Regions from separate parts of the Mus musculus genome. Here regions 2 and 3 are each linked to region 1. A link is a contact called in public promoter capture Hi-C and targeted proximity ligation data. All regions are on one chromosome and are shown on one strand. The core of a region is the stretch at or near the end of the contact, and the rest is flanking DNA. Distances in the headings are between cores, read along the strand shown.

What was found. Promoter capture Hi-C pulls out the DNA fragments that hold promoters and counts their contacts.
Region 2: a contact with region 1 is called in a promoter capture Hi-C map of embryonic stem cells, with 2.2 times the contacts expected there. A contact is called at or near these places in 9 of 39 promoter capture datasets (the C10 cell line, cranial neural crest, embryonic stem cells and 6 more), 8 of 484 Hi-C or Micro-C datasets (B cells, CD4 T cells, the G1E-ER4 cell line and 3 more), 13 of 130 datasets of targeted methods (the SCID.adh cell line, cardiomyocytes, embryonic limb bud and 6 more) and 3 of 9 other capture datasets (adipose tissue, macrophages and pancreatic islet).
Region 3: a contact with region 1 is called in a targeted proximity ligation map of embryonic stem cells, with 7 times the contacts expected there. A contact is called at or near these places in 6 of 39 promoter capture datasets (the C10 cell line, cranial neural crest, hippocampal neurons and 3 more), 2 of 484 Hi-C or Micro-C datasets (CD4 T cells and nephron progenitors) and 6 of 130 datasets of targeted methods (embryonic stem cells, epiblast stem cells, large pre-B cells and 3 more).

What each region holds. Positions count from the first base shown.
Region 1 is chr19:3,765,783-3,769,633 of GRCm38.p6, forward strand. Kmt5b (lysine methyltransferase 5B) reads left to right here and starts at 2,107. Exons shown (of 11, transcript NM_001379678.1): 1 at 2,107-2,558.
Region 2 is chr19:4,040,677-4,044,329 of GRCm38.p6, forward strand. It overlaps Gstp2 (glutathione S-transferase, pi 2), which reads right to left and starts at 1,545. Exons shown (of 7, transcript NM_181796.2): 1 at 1,489-1,545; 2 at 1,227-1,262; 3 at 908-1,014; 4 at 722-809; 5 at 306-409; 6 at 32-139. The coding sequence starts at 1,489.
Region 3 is chr19:4,057,063-4,060,740 of GRCm38.p6, forward strand. It overlaps Gstp3 (glutathione S-transferase pi 3), which reads right to left and starts at 2,385. Exons shown (of 7, transcript NM_144869.3): 1 at 2,362-2,385; 2 at 2,197-2,232; 3 at 1,673-1,779; 4 at 1,467-1,554; 5 at 1,024-1,127; 6 at 826-933; 7 at 411-656. The coding sequence starts at 2,362. The coding sequence ends at 468.

The DNA of each region.
Region 1 (3,851 bases), core at 857-3,356:
GCAACTCCCAGCTGTGGCAAGAGCCAACTCAGCCATGACCTCCGTAGATCAAGCCCTATAAAAGCCCCAAGCTTTCAGCATGGCTCAACAAAGGTCCTGAGCCCAGCCCAGTTTCATCAATCATGGTCTACCTAGGTCTCAGAGCTGCCGCTAGAAGAGCAGCAGTTGTTGAGGGATTGGAAGGACAGCACTGGACAGGCTGAAAGGCTGTGCTATGCTCACTTGGGTTCTTCTATGGCAGGCTAGAATCCCAGTCCATTTCCTTGGAAGGGAATGCCTACACTTGGCCTGGCATTCAGCAGGGAATAAATGGAAGCACTTAAGAGCTATACAGAGCTGGGAGCTTGGGTGAGCCTGAAGGGTCATGTGCTGTTGTTTTGAGGTGGAAGACAGGAGAATTTGGGGCCCAGGGTTGCTGAAGTTTGGGTGGACTTGGAACCTGAGCATTCTACCTCTGAAAGTCAGTCTAGGACCATTGGTGCCCACTGGAGGGACACCATCTGGTGTCCCGTGTATGTTCAGCTCTTTGGCATTTGGTATCAAACGTGGCAGAAGCAACTTTAGTGTCTCTGGCACATATTTGGAGCCAAGTCCTATAGAAGTCTTGTGGGGTAGCGGTATTAAGAAACTAGAAAAACACAACAAAACTAAGATCAAAGGAATTGTTAGCTGTGTCTACAAAAAGGGAATACAGCAGGATAGATCCGATGCAACAGGTGACTGGAAAGGGCAGGAAGTCGACCTGAAGTGTCAAGCCCTGTATCTCCTGTGACTGGTCTCCTATGCCCACTGCCCACTCCCAAGATGGTCTGTAGACTGAGGATACAGGTCACACAGCTGAGGTCAGCACAGGAATTCTGGTTTTGAAGAAATATACCTTCCCAGCTATGTGTCCTTAGCAGGTTTCTGTGCCTCTGTTTCCCATCTATGGAAGGGGATAACAAGCGTCGTCAAGTACTCAAGATCAAAGAGGCAAGGGCAATGGGAGCTAAGTTGGTATTTGCTTGACTCTGCTGAGCCATCCTCTAGAAAATGCCTACTATGCTAAGGTATGTGAGTGTTCAGTGTGGTAGTGGTGTTTGCAGGGAACCGAGGCAGGCTGGGGCCCTCCTGCAATGGCCTCAGCTGTTCTCCCTGTCTCATGTGTCGCTGGAGTTGCATTCTTTCTTTCCATTGCCTGGACATTTTCGTACCTTTCCATAACACCCTCCACCTCACTCAGGTGTTTGCTTCAATACGTGACAACCTCAAACACCTCCTTCAGGTCCCAACCACCTGCTTCACTTTAAAGCCTGCGTTTTTCATAGAATAGTGTATAAGAGGCTCTGGCTCCAGCCCTGAGTAGTTGAAAAGTCACCCAACTAGTCCATGCCTCAATTTCCCTGTGTGTAAACTGGAACCCACAATACTCTCGACCTCTGGGGATTACCCTGAGGGACAAATAAAGGGACACACCAGATCGTTGGGAACGACGTCTGGTTAGGGACAAGGATGTGACCCTCGTTATTGTTGTGAGGCACCCCTTATCCAACTGCAAGATCCAAGGGGTGGGGCTTCACCATACCCCAGGCGTGGGTGCAAGCCACTCCGGATCTTCCGCCCCAAGCTCCCGGAGGACCAAACCGCCTTTCTTGCGCCGGTTGAGCCCGAAGAGGGCGAGGAGTGGCTGCGTCGTGGAAAGGTTGTCACTCAGTAGGTGCTCAAGGAGCGGCCGGTGTCAGCACGGGGGACCCAAAGCACGCTCCCTCCCCGCCTCCCGCGTGGTACCGTTCAGGTGGCCCACATGGTCTTGAAGGGTGTTTCTGCTTCCAACGACACCCATCCCCACAACAAAGAAACTCGCCATTCCCGGCCGCCTCCCCTCAGTGCACCCCGGAGGCACAGCGGGCCCGGAGCGCCGTGCGCCTCGCAGTTGCCCCCTGAAATCGCAGCTCGGGAGCTGTCCCTGGTAGGTGCAGGTGCGCACGAGACGGGGGCGGGGGCCAACCCCGCGGGGCAGCAAGCGGCCGGGGTACTAGGTGGCGCCCACCGGGCGCGCGGCGACGCCGCCTCCACCGAGATTTAAAGGGCAGCCGGGCGGAGGGATCTTCGAACGACTCTCGCTGCGATCCCTCCGCCTCGAGGCTCAGCGACGGCAACGACGTGGTTTCTTTGGTGGTGGTGGTGGGGGGGATTTACTCTTGTGCCTCCGCTGTCGGGTGCCGCGGCAGGGAACTTCATTCTCTCTGGTGTCTCTCAGCCTCTTCCCGCAGAATTCCGTCGAAGCCATCGCGGCCACTAGCGCGGAGCAAAGGTGCGCGCACGCTCGGTGTCGGCGTGGTGTCCCTCCGCCGTCAGTCGTGGACTCCTTTTCGTGTCCTTCCACCGAGCCCGGGCGGTGTCCGGGTGGCTCACCGGGGGCGGCGACGCGTCTGCGGCGCGGCAGCGAGGCTCGGGGGCTATGAGGTGAGGACGCCCGGGGACCGGAGGCGGCACCCGGCGCTGCGCGAGAACGCAGGACGCGAAGCCCCGAAGTCGGCGGATGCCTCTCAGATCCCGCGACTGCGCGCGAGGTGGAGGTGAGGCCCGAGGACTGTGAGGCGGGGGTGGCCCGGCGCTGCGAGCCAGGGCTCGGGGACAGGGGCTTGGCGCGGGCCGCGGTGGTGGCCGTGGCGGCAGGGTTGGGGGGGCCCCTCGGCGGACGCGGACTCCTTTATTTCCCCCCCCCTTCCGTCAGCGGAGGCAGCGGGCGGTGCTACGTCCGTGCCGCCATATTGGATTTTACTCTCCAATTTTTTTTTCTGAGGAAATATTTTTTGGTGATTAATTTTTCTGGAGGGACCAAAAAGTGTAGCCGGGCGCTTCGGGAGCTCGGTGGCGGAGCTCTTGGACGGGCCCGGTGCTGGAAGACCGGCAGTGCTGGCGGTGAGCCGCGGAGGACGTACGTGCGTGCGTGCGTGCGTGCAGGAACCGGGCCGCGGGGCGGGGCTGCGGGGCCGGGGCGGCCGGGCGAGCGAGCACGGCCTGCAGTGTTGGCGGCGGCCGGAAGGGAGCGGTAGCGGTCGGCGAGGGCCGGGTCGCGGCCGCACGAGGGGAGCTGCTCGGCCGCTCGGGATTGGGGGACTGTGTTTTTCCTCTTCTCCAATGGGCGGCCGGCAAGCGTCTCGCCCAATCTGCTCGCGCCGGCTCGCCGAACTTTCGGTTGTTTTTGTTTTGGCCCGAGCCTCGTTTCCTGTTGCTCCAGGCTCAGACTGTCGCGCGCGGGGGTGGGGTGGGGGTGGGGGGCAGTCGCTCGGGCCCCACGCAGTGGCACTGGCGTCACTCGATCTGTCATCCGCTCGTTCAGCCAGAGTGCAAGAAGGAGAGGAGGAGACGTGAAGTTCATCTTGAACTTTCTGATGGCGCTCACTCTGAGACAGTCCTCTCAGAGGAGCAGACAAGATGGATTGCCTGACTTGATTTGTTTGTTTGTTTTTTAAACCTGCTTTCTAGACTTAAAACTGTCTGACACAGGCCTGAGGGGTTGGGAGGCTGCCGAGTGGATGGATTCCTTAGAGGAACTCGCTTCTCCTTGTAACTGTTCCCCGTTCTTATTTATTTATTTATTTATTTTGACAGAAACGCCAGCCAGTTTGGGTAATTAGTAGACAAAACATAAGCCCTTTCAGAGGCGATGAAGAAGTTATTGTTTTTCTTTTTGCCTGAAATGATCACAGACAACTTTTTTTAAAGATTTATTTATTTCTTATATGTAAGTACACTGTAGCAGCCTTCAGACACTCCAGAAGAGGGAGTCAGATCTCTATTCTGATGGTTTTGAGCCACCATGTGGTTGCTGGGATTTGAACTCCAGACCTTTGGAAGAGCAGTTG
Region 2 (3,653 bases), core at 295-2,794, 270 kb after region 1:
ACAAGGCAAAGGCAATGCAAGAGATGCTCACCTGGTCACCCACGATGAAAGCTTTGCCTCCCTGGTTCTGGGACAGCAGGGTCTCAAAAGGCTTCAGATGCCCAGGCAGGGCCTTCACGTAGTCATTCTTACCATTCTCCTGCCAGGGAGACACCCAAAGATGTACCATCCTCCCACTGTCACAGTGCCCTGGGCACTGGACTCCTGCTGCCCTGTAATGAATTCCAGATATACCCCCCCCCCCAGGGACATGGCCTACCACTACCTACTTCCTGGGCTACCCTACCCCCCAGATTCAGGCTCACATAGTTTCTGTAGATCATGGTGCCATATTTGCCGCGAAGGTCCTCCACCCCATCATTCACCATATCCACCTGGGCGGCCTCCCTCTGGTTTTTCCCATAAAGCCCTGCGGGTTGGGAGAGACAGCATGACTGATCCCTGATTTCCTCAGGTATGTGGCTGTTGGTAGGTCGCAGTCTTGGGGGAGGGGATATGGGTAGTCATGTGAGACCTGAGCTCATGAAAGGCAACAGGAAGCCATGGCAGGCAGACCACAGATGCAGCCTGAACAAGGATAATCTCTGTGTGTCCCTGTTTTGCTCTGTCAACTCAAAACTAAAAAGGGAGTGGCCAGCTGGGCAGATACCCCCTGAAACAATAACTGATACCCCCCCCACCACCCTGCCCACCAGCTGGACCACCTGGGTTCAGGACTTACCCAAAGAGCGGCCAAGGTGTCTCAAGATGGCATTAGATTGGTAAAGGGTGAGGTCTCCATCCTCAAACTTGGGGAGCTGCCCATACAGCTGGAGGGAGGAACAAGAACCTTGGTGATGCTGCTGCCTCCCAGTCACAGCCCTCCTAAGGCCCTACCTCTGCCCCCTCCACTACGGGTGTCACTCACACAAGTGGGCTTGAGCAAGCCTTGCATCCAGGTATCTATGGTAACCACCTCCTCCTTCCAGCTCTGGCCCTGGTCAGCCAGCAGCATGCGCATGGCCTCACACCGCCCTGTATGGAGTCAGGGTAAGGATTTGGGGGATAGTGTAAAGGCCCAGCCTCAAAGCAATTTCGAGTACAAGGACTGACTGGCCATGGTGAGGGAAGTAGAGCCTTGCAACCAGGAGGATTAATGATGAATTGCAATTTCTCCATGGCAGATAGGAATGGTGGGCTGCAACCCCTACCCCAGACCTCCCCTTCCTGCAGTCATTAGCTCCTACCTGGACTTGGGAAGTAGACAATGGTGTACGGCGGCACTGGGGGACAGGAGAAGAATGTTAGGTAGAAGAAGGGGAATGATTAGGGTTCAGTGTGGTGCACTTTCCCGCTCCATCTCCCGGGTCCCTTTTCTGATTTGTTCCCCACACCCCGTCCCAGGCTCCTGGTGCAAAATGCCCGGTGCAGAGAGCTCAGTCCAGAGCGAGCCCTGGCCCCGACAGCTGCAAGCTGGTAGTTCGGGGAAGCTTCAGGGCGTGGACTCACTGGCTGCTGTGCAGAGAGAAGTGGGGATCAAGTGCTGAATAGTCAGAGAGGTGTCTCAGGGATGGAAGCAAACACAGGCCCCAGGACAGCCAGCCTTATAAGGGGCATTGCGCTCCGCCCCGGATGCCGCCCCGGATGCTGACTCAACACGTTGGAGAGAATAGCCGGTATTGGATCTCTGCAGCTCCCGCCTCCTGCCCGAGACACTAGCATGTGACCCGAGTCGGCCACAGTGCTGGGTTCATTTTTGAGTCCTGCTCCGAGAAGGGTGTGTCCAGCTCCCTTCCACTTTGTGCTGGAGCTGGACAGCTTTCTGCAGCATGTGCAACTCTGTCAGCCTTCTGCCTATCCCCATCTACCAACCTCTCTAGTAGATTCCGTTAGTGGCCATCCTTAACTCACCAACTTCTTTCTCCTGCCCAAAGAGCTTCGTTTGCTCCTTTGACCTTCGCTAGGAATAGCCAGAAAACTGCGCTTTTGTGTTCTTTATGTCAGAGATCTGAGGAGCTTCAAAAAGCGAAGAAAAATCAAGTGAAGAGACAAAGTTGCAGTTGTATGTCAAAAACCTTAGTTGGTGGTTCCTCGCCTTTCTGACATGGACTCTAGTTCTTCAGCCCTTCAAAAATAACAGCTGGAGAGATGGCCCCGATGTTCAAGGCATTTCCAGATCTTACACAGGACCCAAGTTCAGTTCCCAGAACTCAGCCAGGTAGCTCACAACTGGCTTGAACTCTGGAGCCAGATCTGACACTTGGGGCTTACTTGGGGACTGCACTCATTTGCACAAACAGAGACACATAATTTTTAAAAATAAAAAAAATAATAACAAAATAAACACCTGTCCCTAAAGGCTACCACACACAACCTCACTGTTACACACACCCAAGTGTGTGAGCCCACAACTGAGAGGGAGGGAGAGAGAGAGAGAGAGAGAGAACATCATATCACATCACATCACACTCTTCAGTCATGCCCTCTGGTGTTGAGGGGGCAGCTATGTCTTCCCTCAGGCTGGCTAAGGGCTGTTTCTTTCTTCAGTCTCCCCTTCCTTCCTTGCTTCTCCCTTCTCTGTGTCTCCCTGGGTAATGGGGATTTGGACTATTCAAGCAGTTGTAGGTAGCTACACCTGTGTCTCACTCTTTCCTCCCGCAGCCTGCCTGTCCTAGCTGGTGTCTGGTTCTTTTTTTTTTTTTTTTTTTTAAAGATTTATTTATTATATGTAAGTACACTGAAGCTGTCTTCAGACACTCCAGAAGAGGGCGCCAGATCTCGTTACGGATGGTTGTGAGCCACCATGTGGTTGCTGGGATTTGAACTCCTGACCTTCGGAAGAGCAGTCGGGTGCTCTTACCCACTGAGCCATCTCACCAGCCCTGGTGTCTGGTTCTTTTTCTTTATTTTCTTTCTTTCTTTCTTTCTTTCTTTCTTTCTTTCTTGTTCTTTTTTTTCACTTTTTTTCTCTTTTTTATTTTTATTTTTATTTATTTTTTTTTTTTGGTGTCTGGTTCTTGCTGGTCTGTCTCCTCCTCTTTCCCTACTCAGTTACTTCAAAGGAGCAGAAGTCAACTTCTCATTTTGAACTGAAATTCATGCAGAAACATTTTCCACGCCCAACCCTGCCCCTAGCCCCTCCCCAGGCTTTGACTCTGTGCCCTGTGGATCATAAAATACTGACCATTCCCCTTTCCCACAGCACAGTCCTGGCCTTTCTGCCCCTTCTATAGAGCACAGACATGTGTGGGGGCTAAGGGACTACTGGATTCCCAGTCCCTATTGGACCCCAGGCTGAGCCTGCCCTTTCTTATTGTGTTCATCTACTCCCCTCTCAGTTCCTGGCTGTATCTGGGATGCATCTGCATCCGTAGAACCTGGGACAGGTGTATATGCATGCACTGTAGCGTCACATTCTCAACTACTGTCAGCTCCCTCAGGCCCCAGTTTTCATCACTGAGGTTCTGGGCCTGTTGGGAGCTATTAAGACAACTCTTGATCTCTGAATTGGGCCTCTCCCCCGAGAAGAAAAGGGAGTCAAAAGCGGGCCACCACACACCGATTCTGAGAACAACCACAGAATGTTCCAGCCCTAAGTCATCACAGATGTCCCGACCAAACCCTGATACCACCAAGTTCCTGCTTCCCTGTGTAACTGCCTAAAAAATGTGCAA
Region 3 (3,678 bases), core at 1,135-3,634, 290 kb after region 1:
ATGTGTCACTCCTGAGGGTAAGTGTCTGCCCAGAATGAGTTCACCAAATGAGGATTTAACTAGCTGATACCCTTAGGGCTATAGCTGTATTCCTCTTGGATGAGGGAACCCTGTAGGATTAAAGGTCAGTCGCCTCCCAGCAGGAAGTCCTCTAGTAGGACCTGGAGGTTTAGAGCCCTAAAGGCCCTCTTTCCTGGCAGCTCTGGGCCTGACATTTTAGCAAGGGTAGCCTAGGTGTCAACACGGTGTCTTCATCCTTGCCCCTTAAGCTCACTGCTTTTTTTTTTTTTTTTTTTTTTCCCAATAGGCCCTGGCTGTCCTGGAACTTTGTGGACCAGGCTGACCTTGAACCCACAGAGATTCGCCTGCCTCTGCCTCCCAAGTGTTAGGATTAAGGACAAGCCCTGCACTGGCTCCTGCCATCAGTTTTATTGGTCTGGGGTGGGGGCTGGGGGAGGCAGGTGGACTCACATCTTTATGCAAGCAGCCAGGGGCCGGTTCACATGCTCAGGAGACTCCAGGAAGGCCTTGAGCTTGGGTCGGGATTTGAGGCGCGCCACATAGGCGGAGAACAGGGGAAAGTCATTCAAGTAACCAGGAAACAGGAGCTCGAGATTCAGAAGCACGTCCAGCAGGCGGTAGTCCGCGAAAGAGATCTACAGGACGGGGGAGTGACAGGGCTGGAGCTGAGGCAGGACTGGGAGAAGCGCCACAGAGCAAAGCACTGGATGCTCCCTGCTTCTGCCTCTGCATCTGGCCTCAGTTTACCCCTCTGAGAAAGGATCTGGCAATGAGTGGGTGGGGAAAGGCCTACCCAATGCTCACCTGGTCACCAACAATGAAGGACTGGCCACCCCTGTTCTGGGCCAGGAGAGTTTCAAATGGCTTCAGGTGTCCCGGAAGCTCCTTCTGATACTGGTCCTTGCCCTCCTTCTGTGGTCAGAAATGTGCAGCCAGAGTGACCGAAGTGATCTCCCTTTCCTGCCCACCACGCTTGGTCACTAGCCTGTGGCTCCTACATACCAGGATATGGCGATACTGCCGGGCAATGCGTCTGAATAGGTCTTCCAGTCCATCGTTCACCATGTCCACCAGTGCTGCCTCTTGTTGGTCTTTGCCATAGAGCCCTGGGTCAGCGGGCAGGCAGCAGGCTCAGGTTCTGTACTTGTCCCTACATGTCCACTCAGTCTCAGCCTGGGTCTACTCTCTAACCTTAATTGGAGGTCTTCCCTGCCTACCTCTGGGATGTCATTAGAAAAATGATACAAGTTGGAAACTCACAGCCCTGGCTGTACAGACAGCGACCGCCCAGCAGCACACCAGTAGCCTTCTGGAACCTGGGCCCTGCATGATCCTCTAGGGTGACCCAGGTGGGACATTGGTGGCTGCAGGTGAGGCAATTCAAAGCCCCAGGACATTTTGAGGAACATCTCAGGTGTCTCTCAGGGCTTGGCTTCTGGACTCACCGAAGGAGCGGCCCAGGTGCCGTAGGATAGTATTGGATTGGTACAGGGTGAGCTCTCCATCCTGGAACTTGGGGATCTGTCCAAACAACTGGGAGAAGATCCCTCTGTAAGGGGTGCTGAACCTGGCTGCCCCCAATCCTAGACACAGCACCCTAAGGCTGCGCCCCAACCGAATCCCCAAGGGGGAGAGGGAGACAATTACTCACACAGGAAGCCTTGAATGTGCCTTGCTCCCAAACATCCAAGGTCACCACCTCCTCCTTCCAGCTCTGGCCCTGGTCAGCTAGAAGCATGCGCATAACCTCACAGCGCCCTGTATGGGGGTGCAGGATGAGGACACAGCGAAGAGATCTACTCTCAGAGCATCCTGGGAGAGTTTGGGAGAGTGGAAAGCTGACAAGAGGACTACACTAGCTTGGGAGCCTCATAGGGAGGGGAGATATGTGGTGATAGAGGCCATGTCCTAACATTATCTTGGAATGCGAAGACCCAGCCCCACCATGGCACAGGGAAGGAAGGAAAAGTGACAGACAGTGCAGCTATCTACGGAGGCTAAGAGGGCAGTCCTGGCCCCACCAACCACAACTGTAGTCCTGCCCCAGGTCTCTGTCCCGGCCCGGCCCCAATACAGTCTTGGTCACGCCCTTCCTACACCACTGTTGGGGATTCCCAGGAATGACCCAGAAGACTATTGTTTGTGCCCTTCGTCTTGAAAGTGCTGAGGCCACACCTCGGGAAGGGAAATAGACGATGGTGTAAGGTGGCACTAGGAGAGATAGACAAAAAGCACGATGAAGGAGGACCTTGCCTGGGCTGCAGGGCCAAGGAGCGGTTAGTAGCAGGGGTGAGGTGGGGGTATAATTGCCCCCGCCCTTGCCTCCAGGTTTCTCCTTACTGTTGGGCGGATACAGTGTGGTGCAAGCTCAGCAGGAAGAGAGGAAGTGATCGGGGCCTTATATTGACAGGAAGACTCCACCTCCTCAGACATCCCACACTGCCCCAGAAACAGACCAAGTCCTGGTGTTCAGTGTACCAGCTTCCTGGCAGACGTGGTGGGGGAGGGCAGACTCACCTTTCTATCTGTGGTGCAATATGCTACTGGAGTTTTGCAAGAGGCACACATGGTCACATGATAAGCCTCCCACTTAACACGCCCAAACCACTCGGTTTCTTGTGTGCTCAGGGGTTTGGACAGTGCCTTATATGCAGGTAGGCCTCTACCAACAGTACATGGTATAATAATAAGTGCTCCTTGTAAAAATAAGGCAATGTAGAGGAGCCGTGGTTAATCCCAGCACTTGGGAGGAGGCAGAAGCAAGAGGATCTCTGAGTTCAGCCCAGTCCGTCTGGTCGACAGAGTTCCAGGACAGCCAGGGCTCCAAAGAGAAACCATGTTTATAAATGACAAAAAATAAATAATAACAATAACCATAATAATGGCAGTGTCACCTGGAGTGATGGCACACACCTTTAATTGCAGCACTCAAAGTACAAAGGAAGGTCGGGCGGCACGCCTTTAATCCCAGCACTTGGGAGGCAGAGGCAGGCAGATTTCTGAGTTCGAGGCCAGCCTGGTCTACAAAGTGAGTTCCAGGACAGCCAGGGCTATACAAAGAAACTCTGTCTCGAAAAAAAAAAAAAAAAGTACAAAGAGAGGCAGCCCTTTCGAATTCAAGGCCAGACTGGTCTACAACCAAGATCACCAAGCCAGCCAGAGCTATATAGCAACCAAGCCAGCCAGAGCTATATAGCAAGAGCCTGTCTTTTCAAGAAAAGAATAAAGGGATTTAAAAAAAATTTTTTTAAAGATTTATTTATTATTATAAATGAGTACACTGCAGCTGTATTTAGACACACCAGAAGATGGCATCAGATCTCACTATGGGTGGTTGTGAGCTACCATGTGGTTGCTGGGATTTGAACTCAGGACCTTTGGGAGAGCAGTCAGTGCTCTTACTCGCTGAGCCATCTCACCAGCCCTAAAATTTTTTTTAAATATTTATTTATTTATCACATGCAAGCACACTGCAGCTGTCCTCAGACACACCAGAAGAGGGCATCCAATCCCACCACAGATGGCCGTGAGCTACCATGCAGTCGCCGGGACCTGAACTCAAGACCTCCAAAACAGCAGCCAATGCTCCCAACCACTGAGCCATCCCTCCAGCCCCCCCTTTTTTTTTAAATAAAGGGATTTTAACTAATGAACTAT